2 separate regions of the Hordeum vulgare genome follow, and region 2 is linked to region 1. Evidence: chromatin contacts called from public Hi-C data. All regions are on one chromosome and are shown on one strand. The core of a region is the stretch at or near the end of the contact, and the rest is flanking DNA. Distances in the headings are between cores, read along the strand shown. Region 1 holds the start of LOC123427148 (60S ribosomal protein L23A). Region 2 holds the start of LOC123427149 (magnesium transporter MRS2-C).

The links. A called contact is a pair of places that touch in the nucleus more often than the background predicts.
Region 2: a contact with region 1 is called in a Hi-C map of leaf, with 4 times the contacts expected there. The contact joins the promoter of LOC123427149 here to the promoter of LOC123427148 in region 1. A contact is called at or near these places in 2 of 6 Hi-C or Micro-C datasets (both in leaf) and 1 of 1 datasets of contacts at active chromatin or transcription factors (embryo).

Annotation. Positions count from the first base shown.
Region 1 is chr2H:546,713,387-546,716,086 of MorexV3_pseudomolecules_assembly, forward strand. It overlaps LOC123427148 (60S ribosomal protein L23A), which reads right to left and starts at 1,395. Exons shown (of 4, transcript XM_045111122.1): 1 at 1,327-1,395; 2 at 654-693; 3 at 1-239. The coding sequence starts at 666.
Region 2 is chr2H:546,904,750-546,907,449 of MorexV3_pseudomolecules_assembly, forward strand. It overlaps LOC123427149 (magnesium transporter MRS2-C), which reads left to right and starts at 1,407. Exons shown (of 5, transcript XM_045111124.1): 1 at 1,407-2,042. The coding sequence starts at 1,506.

The sequences.
Region 1 (2,700 bases), core at 145-2,644:
CTTCATTGCAGACTCGGTGGTCAAAGGGTACTTGAGGATCTGGTATTGGTCAAGCTTGTTCCTCCCCGGGGTACTGATCCTGGGGTACTTGGGGTCCCTGGCCTTGGACAGGGTCTTGGGGCGGTGAAATGTCACAGACGTGCGGATCTTCTTTGCGGTCTTCTTGATTGACCCAGACTTCACAGCCTTGGCAACCTTGGCAGCCTGGGCCTTGGCATCGCCCTTCTTGGCAACAGCAGCTGGTAACAGATGGAAACAATAATCAGCTAATGGCCTTTACAGAAAGACAAACACAAGGAATACAGTGGAGTAAGCTCATGAATCCAAGAAGTACAAAGTCAATGAACAAGTGCAGCTTGTCACTAAAAATTGCAGAGCATACTATCAGAGCACCCTTTCAATTTGAAAAGAAATTATGCTTCAGAACTTGTCAGCTCTTTATATGTCAAAGAACAAACATTTTTCAGGGAGAACCAAATATTGTGAACTGCTTTCTATCATCATAAATACAAATACGTTGATCAATCCACAAGAGAGACAACAATAGGGCAATATGTAAAGTAAATTCTAAACTACACATTAACACAAATCTAAAGCACCTGACATGTTGGCACTAGCATTTTCAATAAAAGGGGGCAACATTATGAGCTTACCTTTGGGAGCCATTTGAGCTTCTCAGGACAGCCTCTTGAACTGCAAACAGAGAGGAGCAGAAATTTCAGTTAGATTAGACGAGAAGCAATATGAGAATAGACAGTGAGGATTAGAAAAGCAAGCGATGTGTGTTTAGAGAGGAAACTACTCTAAATTCAGAACTAAAGCACCTCAAGCGCAGCTGCCAAGGGTAAATCTAAAACCAAAAACTAACATTTCCCGAGCTCAGTATTTCAGCGAGGCAGGTGATGAATACACCTGCAAGAACTACAGACTAAACACTAACTAGATTCGTCATGAACTCGAAACAGGGAGAAGCCGCAGGCCCAAACAAGCATCTAATTCGTGCCCGAATCTACCAACCATGATTATATCGCGCAAAGCACAAACATCTCCTACACATCTGGACTTCCAACGGATCGGCACCCTAACGAGGAACAGGACGGCCAACGGAACAAATCACTGCGGAAAATACCAGCTACTACCATGAACAACGGCGCGAACACTACGGGAGATGCACGGGATTTCGCGCGCATGGAGCGGATCCGGCGTCTCCTACAGAACGAGGGAGCCGCGGGGCCTCGACGCCGGCTACGGGTGGCGAAGAGGAGCGGAGCATGAGCACGGCGGCGGAGGAGGGGTCGGATGGGGAGGTGGCGGCGGGCGGCTTACCTTACCTTCCTGGGGTGCGGGCGCGAGGCGAAGCGGAGACGGCTGAGGAGGAACCCTAGCGGCAACGCTTGCGAGTCCTTTATATCGTCGAGGCGAGCGACTCCCTAGGGTACAAGCCCGGCTGGGCCTGATTGGGCTGGACAGAACGCTGCGAGGCCTTGACGCCGATAAGTTATCTCGCACAGTTTTTTTTTAATATATAATGATGTGTATGTCGTTTTCAATTGTTTTGCGTTTATAAAGCGAAAATTCACTTCGGCTCTTGGGCACTTGATTCGCTATGAACGAAGAGGGAGGGTTAAGGTACAGATGCGGTCTTATGTTTTTCTTTGTTCCATGTGTGTGTTACGTGTTTTGTTGTACTAGGCGCTAGGTCGTGCTAATGCCACTCTTATATAGATGTGAATAGTGAGGCATTCGCTGCAACTTTTTTATGATCTACACACATTCATGGGCCTTCATGCCCTTTGTCAAGGATTGATGGATTGAGATGTCGGTGCTCGTATGCCACATCGCAAAGCCATGGCATCGATCACTGTGCTTGTCTCATGGATATTTTTAAAACGAAAGAAATGTGAGGGTCTTTCTGCAAAATATTCTCATCCACCCATCATTTTTGAAATGATCATGAACCATGCGGTGCTTGGAAAGTTGCGGGGGTGAAGCACTTGGGTAAACTAATGATGGGAGAGTAATGACTTTGTAATAAGGAAACGTTTTGTTTCATCCGGTTGATTCCTCCCTCCCGTAAACCGCCTCCTTTTTTGCGCCATGTGTCACGGTGAGGCCCACGCACCGCACCCTCCTGAGCCTTTATCTCCTATGCAATCTACCTTCTCCATCTATTTCTCTCTTTTCCCCTTCTTCCTCGTTCTTCACGGCTAGAGGGAGAGAGTCGATGCTCCCATGGCGAGCGCACCACGACGACTGCTAGGAGTCGTGAGGGACTGGCACCGATGGTCACATGATGCCCACTCTGCCCAACAGCTACATCAGTTGCCCTTCGCTGCCACCTCATGTTGCAATGAAGCATCGTCTGCTTTCATTGGTGGAGTCGTCTGCTTTCGTTGGTGGAGCTACGACAAGCCTCCGGCGCTGCGTTGGAGCACCGAGTGCCGTTGTCGCGGCTGCAATGAAGCATGGTCGGAGCTGCGACGTGCCTCCTGAATCATGGCCGGAGCTCCGATGAGCCGTCGGTGCTGCATTGGAGCACATCTGCGTCGGTGTCAAGGCTGCAATGAAGCATGACCGGAGCTGCAACAGGCCGCTAATGCTTCGTTGTAGCATCGTGAAAGGATCGATATGGTTGACTAGAGGGGGTGAATAGGCAACTACCAATTTTTAGCTTTTCTAAATAAATAAGGAGTAGCAATC
Region 2 (2,700 bases), core at 157-2,656, 190 kb after region 1:
ATACGTTGTAATCAGCATTGGATGACTCTATCCCGTATCATGTCCGCGGACCACGTCCGGACACAAAAATAGACATATACCGAAGAAATTTGCGGGTCAACCTTGAATATGCCCTAATGGATGTGTCACGTGAGGTTGGGTTTGAAACATTATACCGCAGAAGGAAAAAATCACATTTACATGAAGAAGAAAAATGACTACATGAATTATGATTTTTTGTGAGGTTATGCAACACTTGCGCTCTGTGAAACCAGGGTTCTATGTTTATTAGTTTACCTAGACTGAACTACAAGATGTCAATCTCGATGAGCCTTGAACATGAACATGCAGTTTTGAAAGACTAAATTGGGTGGTGTGATGTGTTTTTTTTTCTTCCAATGCAACGCACGACCATATTTGCTAATGGTTTCTTATCAGTCGCACATGGATTGATGATAACATACTATTTAGAGTAAGATTCCTCTTCTTAATTAATTGATGATGCAATAATATGCACAATGAATTATAGTGGTTCAAGAAATTGGTTGCACAAAGGTAAAAATAAATAAGCAAATAGGGCGTATGGCCAATGACACACCGAATTATATATGAGATAGAGGGGGCGCGATTGTGCAATTTACACCAATGTAGTGAGAAGCAAGACAACCAAGCCCGTGTGCGGTGTGAATGGCTAAAATAGGCTGACAACGCCACCTGATATACATAAAACATGTTGCATGATTTGGGTTGAACTTATAGAATGTGCATGTCCGTGTTGCAATGCACATGAAATTTGATAGTCAATGCAAACATAAGCATGACATATAGTTTTATCTATAAGGAGAACCCGAACCTGGATAAAAACCCGTCCCGTGTTACCACCGTGTTAAGGCTACTAGTTTGGTCCCCTACGTTAGATGTATCATAATCAACTCTATCAACTGGTCTATAGGATCATATGCACGAGACTTTTTGAGTATCATCGATAAAGGTCAAATTGACTTCGGGAGGGGAGTTACATCAACGACACATTGACGGCTCATTCTATCGACGGTTATGATGATTCCATGATGTTACATGACTTTGGACGTACTCCCTGTGTAAACTAATATAAAAGTGTTTAAATTATCGATGTAGTGTTTTAAATGTTTTTATATTAGTTTAGGGAGGAAGTAAGTTTTATTATGTTTATGATGTTTTGTAAACTTTTTGCACGCATGGGGACGAAACCCTAGAATCCTAAGACCGTGTTAAAGAAAAACACCTCCTCGATCCAACGACAGGGAAGGCGCAAGAGCGTGGTAAAAAAACACCCGCTAAATCCTACGACAGGGAAGGTGCCACGTCACGTGCATGCCCACCCGAGCCCACCATTGAGAATCATGTGATGTTCTTCCCTCGTCTTGATCACCCACCCACCGTGGAGCTGGAGATCCCTTCCTCTCCACACAAGCACTCCACCTCCCCGCAGCCTACCTACCTAGCCCGCCACTGACACGCCGCCCCCACCACAGATCCCGGCCACCATGGACCAGGACCTCAAGGATCGCCTCCTCCTCCCTCCCCGCGCCGCCGCGAACGGCCCCCACCGCCGCGGCAAGCCCGCGGCGCCAGGCGGCGGCGGGGGAGGGGGCGGTGTGACGATCGACGTCCATGGCCTGAAGAAGCGCGGCGGCGGGCGGCGCTCGTGGGTGCGGGTGGACGCGGCGACGGGCGCGGCCGAGGCGGTGGAGGTCGCCAAGCCGGCGCTCATGCGGCGGCTCGACCTGCCCGCGCGCGACCTCCGCCTCCTCGACCCGCTCTTCGTCTACCCCTCCGCCATCCTCGGCCGCGAGCGCGCCGTCGTCTGCAACCTCGAGCGGATACGGTGCATCATCACCGCTGACGAGGCGCTCGTCCTGCGCGACCCCGACGCCGACGGCGGAGCCGCTGCGGAGGAGGCCGTGCGGAGGTACGTCGACGAGCTGCAGCGCCGTCTCGTGGACCGTGCCGATGACCTGCCCTTCGAGTTCATCGCTCTGGAGGTCGCGCTCGAAGCCGCCTGTTCCTTCCTCGACGCTCAGGTTCCACACAGCGCTCTACAGACCTTTGCGTTCTACTAGTAATTTACTACGATGGTGTAGAATGTACTTGTGCTCCTGTCTCAACTAATGGAATAGTAGCGTATTAACCAGCCTACAGTTTTGGTGCATGATGAGCTTGATAGTTCCGGTTCTTCGGGAGTTTGTGGTGGCATACAATGTTTGATTGGTTGAACCGTATGATGTACTCCTACTTAACATCCACAGTTTCACTCTGTACCATGAAAAGAATAGAGTAGATTTCCTCTTGATCGTATTCTATTACTGACAGGAAGGTATCTGATGGTAAAATAAGCTATGGAGTAGATTATCCACCATAATAGGAAGTTCAGTTTGCCACGTATCGATGGTCAAATGAGGTTGCATGTCACCATTTGAATTTTCGTCATGCCCAGCCTCTTTTCTGAATGACAACTCTATTACAAATGCAGCATTGTTCTGGGTCAACCATTGTTGGTCTGAATTTCTTTTGCTCTGTTTGGTTTCCAGAAAATTGAATTGACCATAACCACCAATTATTCATGACAATGAAGCCACACGTTACAAATTTGGTTATCAGCTGACAAATCATGTGATGAGCAATTTGAGCTCTCTACTTTCTGAGCTGTTTCAAGGATAAGGATTTGGCATCTGATTGGAG